Regions from separate parts of the Hordeum vulgare genome. Here region 1 is linked to region 2. A link is a contact called in public Hi-C data. All regions are on one chromosome and are shown on one strand. Each heading gives the region's core, a stretch centred on a gene start, on an enhancer-like site or on the middle of the called end of the contact. The rest is flanking DNA. Distances are from core to core; before and after follow the strand shown.

Region 1 (7,021 bases), core at 247-2,746, 280 kb after region 2:
GGAGTGTTGGTGATGACGATGGCGACGATTTCCCCCTCCGGGAGGGAAGTTTCCCCGACAGGATCGTCCTGCCGGAGCTCTAGATTGGTTCTGCTCAAGTTCCGCCTCGTGGCGGCGGCGAAACCACGAAGAATCTCCTCTCTGATTTTTTCCTGGACGAAACCCTCCATATAGCAAAAGAGGGGGCGAGTGGGCGAGTGGGCTGCCCACAAGCCCCCATGGCGTGGCCTGGGGGGGGGGTGGCCACGCCGTGCAGGCTTGTGGGCACCCCCTGGTGCCCCTCTGGTACTTCTTCGGCCCAGTATTTTTGATAAATTGGGAAAAAATCCCCGTTGATTTTCACGGCGTTTGGAGTTGCGCATAATAGGTATCTCAACTTTGCTCCACTTTTAGGCCAGAATTCCAGTTGCCGATATTCTTCCTCTTCATGTAAATCTTGCAAAATAAGAGAGAAAAGACATAAGAGTTGTACCATGAAGTGAATTAACAGCCAAATTAAAGAAGCGATAAATATCAACATGAGAACATGATGCAAAATGGACGTATCAAGGGCTTCATCACGGCGGGCGCCAGCGCCGGCGCGACAATGCCAGCCGCCGAGGTCATCTGCGGCGGCATGAAGAGGCCGCGCGCAAGGCTGATGCTCGGAGGAGCTCCGACGGAGGTAGAGACGAGGCCAACACTCCCAACGCTAGGGTTTGCGGCGGCGACGACGGCGGTGGAGGGTTCGCGGCTGTAGGATGGGGTGAGGAGGGAGCCGGCGCGCGCGTCCATCGGGTCTGTTCGCCTGCGCCGTCGCGTGCTGGGCGAAGGCGAGCACTCGTGTATGCCACGCGCGGAAGCGGACGCCCCAAATACGCAGCGCGCGATGGCGATTCGGGCCGCGCACCCATCTCTATATGCCGCGCGCGCGGTTATTGCGCGCCCGCTCGAGACACTCTGCCGATTGTGCACGCGCTAAAATGGATAAATTTACAGCGTGGCGCTTGTTTAGCACGGCCGTTGGAGATGCTCTAAGAGGGGGAGATGGTGTGTGGTGCGGGCGGGTCAGCTGCTTATAACTGCCAGGACCCTACCACCAGAGACCTTGGCGGTAGGGTTACACAGGCTACCGCGAGGACCTGCGGCAGTAGGGGAATGAAGACGACGCCTGTCTGTCTGTGCTGACGTGGATTGGTCCCTTATCGCCGGATGCCCTCGCGGTAGGTTATGTAATCCTACCGTCGAGATCCCTGATGATAGAAAAAATGATCAAATGTTTTAAAAATCAAACCGAGGTTAGATCGGTCTAAAATTGATGAAAAGAGTCAAAAGAGGAAATTATGCCTCCTGCCGAACTTATTCCGTGTTTGTGCAGAGAAGCAGAACATGTGCCGTGCCGGTGCGCAGCCGGCCGACCTTTCCAGCTCGGCTTCATGTTCCATCTCTCAAGCCACATCGCAGCCAACGAGATCCACCTGTAGGCGCACGCGCTCGCAGAGTTTGTAGCCATCGCCGTTCGACTAGGACTTGAACGGAAAGGCCAACGTAAATTCCAAACTCCACACTCTCTTTGACGGAAAGGAAAACGGGCCAACAGACGTGGCGCTGCGGGAAACCGCCGTTGCTCCTTCCGCCGCTTCCTCGGCCCTTCGCCGCGCTTCCCCCCCTTCACCGCCTCTCTCTCTCCTCCCCGCGGGAACCGACCCGGCTCGCGATGCGGTGGGCGCCGCCCAAGCTGGGGCTCTGGGCCACCCTCCTCGCCACGATGGCCCTGCTGGCCGTCGGCGGCGGAGGCGGAGTGGCGGCCGCGGCGGGGGCGGAGGAGGCGTACGTGACGCTGCTCTACGGAGACGAGTTCGTCCTGGGCGTGCGCGTCCTCGGGAAGTCCATCCGCGACATGGGCACCCGCCGGGACCTCGTCGTGCTCGTCTCGGACGGCGTCTCCGACTACTCTAGGAAGCTCCTCGAGGTATGCGCGCACATCTGTACTTCAGTGTTCAGTCGACAAATCAGCGGAATTGGTACTATGAGCTTGGTCGTTAGTTTAATGTTGAACCGCAGAATTTGGCATTAAAATGAATCACGTACAAGCTGGAAGATGGAGCTCGCAGCTTATGTTTCTAGTTTGAACTTAGCCTCGTCTCTCTCTAGTACTTCAGAGTTCTTTACCATGACTAGTTAGCATTCACGTGCAACGCACGACTAACCGAATAATTTATAAATTGCTTTTTATATTAAAATTTTAGCAATGCCTCTACTTTAATCCTCAATCGAAACAACTACTCGTATTTTGTAATGCCACAGTTCTAAAAATTGTGTTATCAAAATTTCAGATTTGAATTGTGTTCTCAAACATATCATAACCACTTCATTGACCTAAAACAGTCTAAACCCCACAAAGTAAGTGTGAAGAGACACATGGTATGAACACTCTCTTATAGATTATTCATTATAAAGATGGCAAGGTCTCAGAATTTAATATTTGTTCTTCAAGAAAGTCTAGGAAGCAACACAAAAGTAATGAGAGAAAATAATAACACATCAAAATAAGTGTGAATAAATGTGAATATAAAGGATCATATGTGTGAGAATGCATCTACAAGAACAAACGCATCAACACAAATACTATACAACATTTACATAAAATTGAGAACTCAGATACGCAAGAAACTATGAAATTTTGAATCCACCATCCTCCTTTCTCAGTGGATAGGCAAAGCGAGTGTACCACCAGAGCGGCATAAATAAAGCCATAACAAATTAGTACTTCCTTATCTCTCCCTGTATTATTATAAACAAACAAAAATCAGACAACAAATAAGATGGTACAATTTAAGTGAACATGTGAGATAGTACATAATGCTCAGGGTAAGAAATATAAGACCGGACTACAGACCCCCAATATGATGGTATGGGAATGTCTACACACTCCAGCATTCTCAAATCTAGGCCCTGCAAAAGTTTCAAACCCCATTGTTTAGATGAAACTGTAACTGGCCATCTCCAATATGAAGATTGTATAATCCTCTTCAAAATAAGGCACTTATGGTTGGTAATCTGAAACCTAGAAGAGTATCATTAATTGGGTTCGCAAATAATCTTTTGCTTTGATAGTCCAGGTAAAATAGGCATGTGTCTCAAGATTGCAGTATATATACAAGTATACTTTTGTTCCTTTTCCAGCAGCATTTTGATTGTCCCTCACATGTCTATGCTAAAACAAGGCTATGCTTACAAATATTCAGTGCTTATACAACCAAATCCTAAAATCATAAGGAAGACACTTGTAATTTGCAATTAAATGGATTGATGAACATATTTATCTTTCACAACTCGCTCACAGGTAGCTTGGCCAGTAGCAAATAATATAGATTTTGAAGTACTATGGTAGATTAACTCTTGCGTGCAAACATTCAGTGCCAGCTAGGATGAAGTGTGAATTGGCAGTGTCTGTTGAGGACACCAGAGGATTGTACTCTAGGAAAAGGTTCAGAAAAACTTTAAACACTTCAGCTCACTTCCTCAATGGCAGCCAATGAACTATAGAGCATACTCAGTGCAATCTCTTTCCATCCTACCGATCAGCATGTACCCAGTTCTCCATACAAGTGACCGACTCCTCAAAAAATATATAAAATCAATGACAAATTGATAGAGAAAAACGAATCACCTGGTGCCCTTCCCTTCCCTGCAGCAAAAGACCACTTCTTCCCCAACATGGAAATCTCAAGGCCCCTTCCACCACCTGTAAAAAAAACAATATTCGAAGTTAGCATCACATTATCAGACACGTGCTACAGAGATGCCGGTGGCACACCAAGGCTGATGCAGGTTGGGTCAAAGTCATACTCACACATGTGTTCATTGCAAAATCATTGATCTGGATCCTTATTGAAATACAACAAAGAATCCATGTAAGAAGAAACCTGAAAACCAGAGTAATGCACACAACCAGTGGCGAATCCAAGGGGGGGGGGGTGCTTCAACAGGCTTAAGCTGCCCCTCCAAAAATTAGAAAACAAAAATTGCTAGTATTAATCATAAAAAAACATTATCTAAACTAAAAAACTAATAGTTAATGTTTTTTTCTTCACATTGTTAACATTGAGCCCTCCCTTTATTTTCTGTCAAGATTCGCCACTGCACACAACCAATCAGCTAGCTTGCCCTTTTGCATGGCTAACAACTTGAAAATCTTGCCTACAGATATAACAAGAAAATAAATCTATTACACATGATTTTGAAAAATCTTCTAACCGGTTAAACTTAAATGTCAAACGTATATGGAAATATAAGAAGCTCAGGCTCATACCTTTCTTTATCCTTGAACACATACTAATGATTAGCCTAGGTGCCAAAATCTTAATTATTTGAAAATAGTTCAGCACTTTGTGTGGCACTTGATTTTATCAGCAGGTGCTATCACATAAACCTGCATCGTGTTGGCAAATTATTCAGGACAAAGCATGGAAGAAATCACATGAAGTCTATAAAACTATTATCCCATCTACTAACAAAAAGTTGCTGGAATAAATTGTATCAACAATAATACTGTACAATTGATTCTGAATATAAACAAACAACAGAAGAATTGATTCAAAGGGAATTGATTCAAGCACGTGCGGCAGCCAAGTCATCCTAGCCTGCGATAGAAAAAGTACTACACAATAATAATTGGACTACTAAATAAGGCTAGAAGCAAGATGAACCCCAGCAAAATAAAAATGCCAAGTCTTACATCTTGAATCATCAGTGCGGCTGCGCTCCATTGCAAGGTCAAATGAGCTTTGCAGGACAAATGCAAGCCGATCACATGCAGTTTCAGTAAGAGGAGCAAGCCATGATCGTGCAGCCGCGCGTGCTATCTCAGCAACTGCCTCAGTCATCCCACTGCTTCCACCTCTTCCAGCATGGGCAAGTAATATGTTCGCAATACCCACGCTAATCAGCCGCTCGCACGCGTTTACCAGGAGCACCAGACTCGATTTGTGAGGGGAACGAAGGGGGGGAACCCTAGAAGAGGTGAAGCGCGTCACGCACCTGGAAGCGGTAGCGGGGATCGAGGGCGGTGGGGTTGTGGACCATCTGGAGGACAAGGGGGCGGCTGGTGCCCATCTCGACCTCCCGGACGTTGAAGCGGAAGCCGAGGAGCGCCTCCAGGAGCGAGCTCTTGCAGTCCGACTGGCCCCCTATCGCCACTATCTCCGGAATCGGGAGCTTCTCCCCGAACGCCACGGCCGCCGCCTGCAGCCGGTTGTAGGCCTCGAACCGGGCCTTGGTGTCCGCCGCCGCCGCCGCGGCCGAGGCCGAATCCGTCACGGCTCGGCGGGCGGACGGGGACGGGGTGGCGCGTCGAGCGGGGGAGGAGGCACGGCCCGCCGAGCGTGGGGAGCGGGGCTGAGCGGGGGGAGCGGGGGCGAGCGGGGCGAGCGGGGGGAGCTGGGCGAGCAGGGGACGCACGGCGCGGCGAGCGGGGCGAGCGGGGGGGAGCTGGGGCGAGCGCGGCGAGCAGGGGAGGCGCGGCGCGGCGAGCGGACCGAGCATACAGGGGACCGCGCGGAGGACGGGAAGGGGGGGGGGGCGGGGAAGAGGAGGGGGAGGGGGCATGCCAATCTCCAATGTCAACGTCGCCCGTGATCTGGTGGCTGGATGGTCCCGTGATTACAGGGGACGTTGCTGGGCATGTTCTCCTCTTTTTTTTTCTTGCGTGATTGGAAGTTTCGTTGGTGGAGTATGTTCAGCCAATTGTAATTGCTAAGTACACCCAGCAGACGGTGGATTAACGAGAGCTGTTAGATTAAGATCTGTGGGATTAATCGTGGGGTGCTGATTGGTTGTTTTTTTTGTGGGGCGTTTGATGGGGTGTCTGTAGTGTAATTCTTGTTGGATTGTTTAATAGTAGTATAGATGTAGAATCTGCAGTAATGTGTTGTCAGGACCCAAAGCATTCTAAGCAAGAACAGGGGACTGATCACAGCAAAACGGTAGCAAATTTCGGAGTTTGAGCTAGGGTTTATGTTATCATAAAAGGGGAAAGTGGTGTAGCACGCCACTGGCGGCTAGGGTAGACACCCGAGTCTCAATTACATGCCTCCACCGAGAGGGCTGGGCAGGCTTATAAAGCCATTGAAGGTAAAAGCGAAGCAAAAGCAGAGGAGCCACATGCTCGTGCTGTATAGCTAGAAGAGGCTCATCAGCCGTCGGATGAATGGTCAACGGCTAGTGGCAGGGACCGTTATGCATGCACGTAGGCCGTTGGATGGATGATGAAGGCACCAGATCAGAAGGGTGGACTCTGCATCCTGACAATACCCCCTGAAGAAGACACAGCTTGCCCTCAAGCTTGAAATGATGGAAAAACCTTTTGGATGGACGCCGAATCTTCCCACGTCGCTGCTTCTGGTGGTAGATTCACCCACTTGACCAGCCACCTTACCACTGGGATGCTGATATTGCCTTGAGGCCTGGGGATCAACTTCCTCTCTAGCATTGCTTCTGGTTCCATTTTGATGCAGCCATCCGAATCAACCAGAGGCAGATGTTTTGAAGGAACCACCTGGGGCCCAGATGCTGGCTCACATGGAAAGTGTCATGCATTTGACACCCTTCAGGCAACAGCAACTGATAGGCCACTTGGCCAACTTTCTTTAGAATTCTGAAAGGACCATAGAAACTGGAGTGGAGCTTCAGATGTTTGTGCAAGCTCAGGGAAGTGTGCCTGTAAGGCTGAAGCTTCAAGTACACCATGTCACCCACCTCAAAAGTTCTTTCCCGTCTCTTTTTGTCTGCATAATGTTTCATCCTGGACTGGGCTTTTAACAGATTTTGCTTGATCACCTCCAAAGCTAGCTCTTTGTTCTGAAGCAGATCTTCAGTGTCATCTGAAATGGAATCAGGAAGGGCAGACTCTGCTATCATAGGTGGAGGAAAACCATATAGTGCTTGGAAGGGTGTCATGTTGAGTGCTGTATGGAAACTGGTATTGTACCACCACTCAGCCAAATCCAACCACCCATGCCACTTCTTAGGTTGCCTGAAA
Region 2 (6,337 bases), core at 358-2,857:
AAAAGATATAAAAGGCATACAAAACATTCAAAGTTTGGCAAGATAATAGCATGAAACTATCAAAAATTATAGATACGTTGGAGACGTATCAGCGGTGCCTCCGGCTCTCGGGTCGTGGTGTTCGAGGCCAAGCGCGCGGCGCGACAACATGCGAGATACGATCGAGGCAATGTCGGTCATCGTTCCACGTTCGCCAAGACGGACCTAGCGCCAGAATGGGTCTGCAACGACCCGGACCTCGGTGCGGCGTGGGCGCTCGACCGCTCCGTGGCCACCGCGGAGACGGCCGCGAGGTGTCATCGTCGCCTTGACGGCAAGATTGACGCGAAGTGGTCGCTTAGCAACTGCTCCGTCCACATCGGTCGCGGCAATATCGTCGTCAGGGCTCCGAAGGCCACGCCCGTTAGTGGCCGCGGGGCACTCCACACGGCGTAGCAGGAGGCGGAGCGGCTTCTGTGCAAGCGGCAGATAGACGTCGGAGAAGGTTGTCGCGACCCTAGAACATTGTTCCACAGTTGGAGGGACCACGACAACGACACCGACGAAGACGACAGTGCGACAAGGCAGGGCAGCCACGCATACGAGGTGGTCGTCCGGCATAGGGTTTAGATTATTTTTCTAGTTTTTAGTTAAACAGTCAGAATATCAACTTTTTTATGTAAATTATATCCAAACTTGAATGAAATCCGTCCCGTTGGTTCGAGTTATGATTAAAATGTATGGAGCTAACAATGAATGACGTCTTCGTATCTGTGTGTCCGCAGACTAGTCCTTCTTTATCCGCGGACGAATGCGGAAAAAAATATTACGGATTACCGTTCGAGATGACTTTAGGGGCCACACCATAGGTGAAAAGTCCATACGTTGAAAACTAGGATGTTGAGCATATACAAACAAACATCAATGCATTATTTCTAGATTGATCGGATACTAAATAGAACCATGTTTGGACGCTAGCACGCATGTGCGCATGTAGATAATATATTGACCAAAGAATCTATGCTGCTACTTAGTACTAGGGCAATGGTCAAACTGTGAACGGGCCGCCATATGTGCGCCCAAGCGAGTCAAACTACCTTGCCAACGACGCTCTTCTATTGGTTGATGGATGCGACGAGGAAGGTGATGATGCCGCTTCAAACATTTGCTCCTACGACTGACCGATGTCATGTTCATACACAGGAAACAGGACACGAGTCGTCCATCAACCATCTGTAGTGAAGTGTTGACACTGGCCGTATGTATATGATCTCGCTTTCGTCTGCGCTGCCCGTGTCATTAAGTAAGTCTAGCCAAGTCCATGAGTACTAGTAGTAGGACGAGATATGTTTCTTCTCAAGAGAAAGTGGACGCTCGCGACATCGTTTTTCTTGTGCTTGTGCGGGAACTTGGGGGGGGGGGGGGGGGGGGGGGGGCGCTTGAACTGAGAGAAGACAAAGGAGCGGTACTTGAAGTTGAAGGGCACGTATGAAACTGAGGATGAAACCGGTGCCTCCGGACAAAACTGAACCCTCATTCCTCTGGACCGTGGATAACATATAGGATAGATAATAGTCCCACGCGAATATTCTACATCCATGGTAGGATCCAGCAGAGGACAAGACACGAGCCCGTGCGCAATATACAAGTCGTACGCCTGCCTTTCCCTCTCGACCTCGTTGCCAACTTGTGTCATACAGTAATCGAAACCGACGCATCCATGCAGACGCAACTACCATGCTCTTTCCATTCCAAATTTGATAGTATTCGTACCACTAAAAATCCACAATAATTAAGCAGTAATCATGAAAGGGGCCGGCATGCCCCACGACAAGATCCGCGACGTCGTCACCCCCGGGCGTGAAAGCGGTTCTCAGCAGGAGGTCACAGTCTCTAGCTCTGTTTAAACAAGAAAAAGGAAATCACAATAGCCTCGTGCAGGGAGGAGAATGGTGGTACCAGCTAGTGGTAGTAGTATACATTGTATTTTATACAATATGTAGTGGCGGTATTAGGTCGTATTGACTGGCATGCGTCCTTACTTAGCTTGACAAACATCGTAAAGTCCGGCAGAGCCCAGTCCAAGCAAGTAGGACTGCAGGCAAAGTAGAAGCCGCTCCTGCAAGAGGCGCGTATTCACACTGGAGCTTCTCTGTAGATTTAAAAAATCAAAGCGAAACCTTAATTTTAGGATTTGACTACTAATGCTAGTGCTGCCATAGCAGGACAAGGACAAGGCCGCTGTCTTGAGGAAGAAGTGTAAGAAACGAGTAGGAGTTAGCAGGACACATTATTTAGGAGGCGCATATGTTCACACATGCGAGCGCGACTGAAGGAGTTTCATACGTACTCCTGCAAAGCAAAACATGCAATATCAGCATATAATAACACATCTATATCTAGTATCTAAGAGCAAGTGGGATGCGTTGTCGACAACCCGTCAGGTCGTCGTCACACTTGGCGTCGTGGAATTAAGTCCATCCATCACGGCCTTTGAATAACAGGACGTTCCCGGTCCACTGTTTACAGGTCAGTAGGATCCGAGTGAGTGCTGAATCTTGTTAGCTTTACGACATTTGGGGTTTTGGTACGACCTTACCGTACACAAAGAGGAGTCTGGAGCAACTTGACGGTCCCAAAAGCTCTTGGATGCTAGGTTAGAAAGCCACCTGAACAACTATCGAGTTGCCAGCAGGTTGATTAAACTGTAGAAAACAGAATTCTGCTCCCTTGCTTTCCAACCGCAGAGTTGATTTCGGGCTTGTGCTTTACTACATGTGTTCAAAGCAAGAACGACGGGTGTGATGGTAATAAAGTGAAAGGTACCACACATCATACTGGTTCAACAACTTACTCAACATTTGCGGTATCGCCCGAGTGTTTATGAGCGGTCTTGACAGGGCGAAAATGCATTCGCGTATCGCGGAATTCTCCAAGATAGAAAAGCGATGCTTGACCGGATCAGGAAAAGAAGTTTAACATTCGGCCGGCATGTCATGCAACTGCTAGTGCATGGTGCATAGAGGTCGCCGTCGTAAATCTGATCCGTTTTATACCATGACTCAAGGCTAAAGACTTGGCCAAACAGAGGCTGCTCAGCCAAGATTCTTACGACTGGTACGTAAATTTTGTCTCTGGCAGTTAGGCGAATAGCATTTATTTTCCTTCATCGAGTGAATCCTCAAGTTTGTGCAGTCTTAAACTCGCAGAATTTCAAACAAAGTGGACGAACAAACGAATCACGCTTGCGGTAGCTTCGGTTATGTGTTACCGGCCCGACCTGCCAGCCCATATATTTCCTCACTTCCTAGATCGAAAAGCTCTGGAGGGGAAGGTCCTAATCGCCGCATTCTGCGTCAAATTAATGGCCGCACGCACAGGATGCAGCACGACTGGACAGCCCATGTAGTTAGTGAGCGGTGTAAAAATGAATGATAAATGCAGTGCTCCAGCTAAGATTCGATCTAACCACCGCGCTGCTGTAGAACAAGTTGGCAATGCAAGCATTTTAGACCTAGTCACATCGGCAGATCGGGTTTTTTCCCCTCTTTTCGATCTTTTCTTGTAAATTATGAATATAATTTTTTTTAAGTCCTTACATTTTTGACACAACACACACGTGCTTTAAAAAATGTTAGAAATTTTTTGGCGTTGTAATCAAATTACTAAATTTGTGAACACTTTTCAAGAAAAAGTAACTTGAATATGTGAACAATTTTGTAGAACGGAAATATTTTTAAAAAAATATTAAGACGAAACTATTTTAAGAATCATGAACAAGTTATAAAGATGTGAAAAAAAAACTAAATATGTGATTTTTATTTAAATGGATTTTTTTAATTTGTGAGCAAGTTTGAAAAAGTGGACCATTTTTTGAAAACATGGGCATTTTATGAATAAGGGAAATTTTTTTGCATATGTGTACGAATTTTAAAACTATGAACAAAATTAAAACATAGCACCATTTGAATTTGGTGAACATCTCCGAATTAGGGAATAAAATTTTAAAACGACAACATTTTCTGAAAAGATAAAACATTTTCAAATATGAGAAGTTTATGAACAAACAACATTATTTTCTATTTTGTGAATAAAAAATAATAAAACGATTTTTTTTTTAATTTTCGTTTTTTTAATTTAAAATCTTATAAAATAGAAAAAATCAGAAGAAAAATGAATTAGCAAAAATAGAAAATAAAAAAATATAGTAAAATATGGAAAAAAGAAAGAGAACAATTTTTCAATAAAACTGCACTTTCTTTAATACGAGAAATTTTTTGGAAACACAAACGTTTTTGAAAATATGAACACATTTTGAAAGAGAGAACACTTTTTTGATGCACGAACACTTAAATATAAATTGTGAACACTTAAAAATAACCTTGAAAAAAAGAAAAAAACAAACAAAAAGAAAAAATAAAAAATAAAAAGAAAAAACAACAGTTCAGGGACCTCGTTCCGAAAACCGGTGGTAACCGAAACTGGGCCAGCCTAAATCGTCTCGTTGGGACGGGGAGGTGCCTCGTTAATTCACCGTAAAAAAATGCGGCTAATAGAGTTTTCCCTCTGGAGGTCCCTTAGACAAGCTCTTGTCGCCTCAGAGTGCCGTGGTGGTGCGAGTCAACTACAAGAGGAACGATCGCTAATTGCTCTAGCTGGTTTTTGTGAGAGCAGTTTTTGAAAAGCATCTATAACCGGTTATGACAAGTCTTATAAGTTTATGTGTGAGTTTCATTTTCTATTTTTGTTTTATGTTTACTATGTTGGCTTTCAGTGGGTTTACGGTTTCTGATTTTCTATCTTTCTTTATAGTTCTCTTTTGATTTTTTTATTGTTTCTTTCAACACGTGTCTACATTCTCAATACACATTCTACATTTTTCGTATACATATAAAATATATATTTTATGTATGGTGTACATTTTTTAAATATGTCATTAAGTTTTGTTAAATATATATATTGAAGATTTTTTTAATATGTCTTAAAAAAATTAATTCATGTTGAAACATTTTTTAAATGATACAAAGCTCTTTTATAAAAACTATACAACAAATGTTGCATTGTCTAAACATTTTTAACAATGCAAATAACATATTTATAAAATGCAGCTAAAATTCCTTTAAATGTCATTTGCTGTATTCTCAATGGTATGGAACATTTTTCAGAATTATTTGAATTCTTTAGATAGTGAAACAAATTATCTAAATATCCAAAAGAATTATTTTGAGATGCTTGTATATTTTTTAAATAGCGTGAACACTCTTTTAAAGGTTTCTACATTTTTTGAAGCTGCGTGAACATTTTGTAGTAATGCAAGAACACTTTTGTATGCAAGGTGGTGTTATTATCTTATTTAAGCATAATATTTTCCATTTCCGTCCAAAATTAAATGTATAAAAAAAGCACCAAGCACACGTCCCACTATGACCGGACCATCTATGAAGCGGCACACGCGGGCAGATTCTGTTGTCTAACAGGAAGTGAGACAAAGAGGCTCCAAGAAAGCCGCAAATGTTGCGGGTCAATAAATATATGACTTCCGTTTCTTTTTTGAATTTGCCTAGAAAAAATATATATACAAATCATTTGAGATAAAACAATATAATACCAATTTTAATGAACTTTTTTCAATAATTGTTTCCTTTGCGCATTTTGAAAAAATATGAAATGTTACAAAAAAGGTTTTTTATGGTTCAGTTCGTATTTTCTAAAATGCTCGTAAAATAAGTAATTTTCATGTATATACAAAAAAATCATGCAATTTGAAAAACTGTTCATGCTTTTTAAATAAATGACCATCCGAAAATTTACACATACTTGTTTTTAAAAATATGTATTTAAAAATATCGTGATGTATTGCAAATTAGATATTTGGTTAATTCATAAGTGTCCACTTATTTTTTAGAATTGATTTATAGTTCAAAAAATAATCAGTTATTTGAAAAACTATTAGTGTATTTATAAAAAATGCTTAAATTGTTTTTTAATAAGGAAATTAATTGGGTAAATAAAATGAAAATATAAAATCAAAACCGAAAAAAAGAGGGGGCAAGGGAAGATGAAAAGTGTAAAACCAAGAAAAAAGGAAAAAGGAATTTGATTACTAAAACATAAATAGAATAATGTAAGAAACAGTGAGGGTGGGGGGGATGGCTCTCAGCCATGGACAATTCTGGAGTTATATACCGCAAAAACTTTTATGACAAATATCTCTACTATTAAAGGGGGATCGGCCATCGTCGTGATGGTTCAACCTCTTTCACCCCTCGTACGATTGACACCCCCTTCATTCGGCGCGTAAAACACGCAGCCCACCCGACGTCCGACGTGGCCCAGAAATCAGCCCAACGCTTTCTCC

The links. Hi-C and Micro-C count contacts between places; a contact is called where the count stands out from the background.
Region 1: a Hi-C map of seedling shows a contact between it and region 2, with 5 times the contacts expected there. The contact joins the promoter of LOC123403591 here to the enhancer-like site in region 2. A contact is called at or near these places in 4 of 6 Hi-C or Micro-C datasets (leaf and seedling).

What each region holds. Positions count from the first base shown.
Region 1 is chr6H:376,982,480-376,989,500 of MorexV3_pseudomolecules_assembly, forward strand. It overlaps LOC123403591 (inositol phosphorylceramide glucuronosyltransferase 1-like), which reads left to right and starts at 1,497. Exons shown (of 11, transcript XR_006611500.1): 1 at 1,497-1,951. LOC123403593 (a long non-coding RNA gene) reads right to left here and starts at 4,312. Exons shown (of 4, transcript XR_006611501.1): 1 at 4,295-4,312; 2 at 3,836-4,182; 3 at 3,653-3,727; 4 at 1,966-2,934.
Region 2 is chr6H:376,697,909-376,704,245 of MorexV3_pseudomolecules_assembly, forward strand. No RefSeq gene overlaps it. Among protein-coding and RNA genes, the nearest start is that of LOC123406048, 25 kb to the left of the region's middle. Within about 2 kb of position 1,608, at least 3 of the 3 cell types and tissues checked have open chromatin away from gene starts, as enhancers often do. A contact at or near this core is called in leaf and seedling, where this site is marked.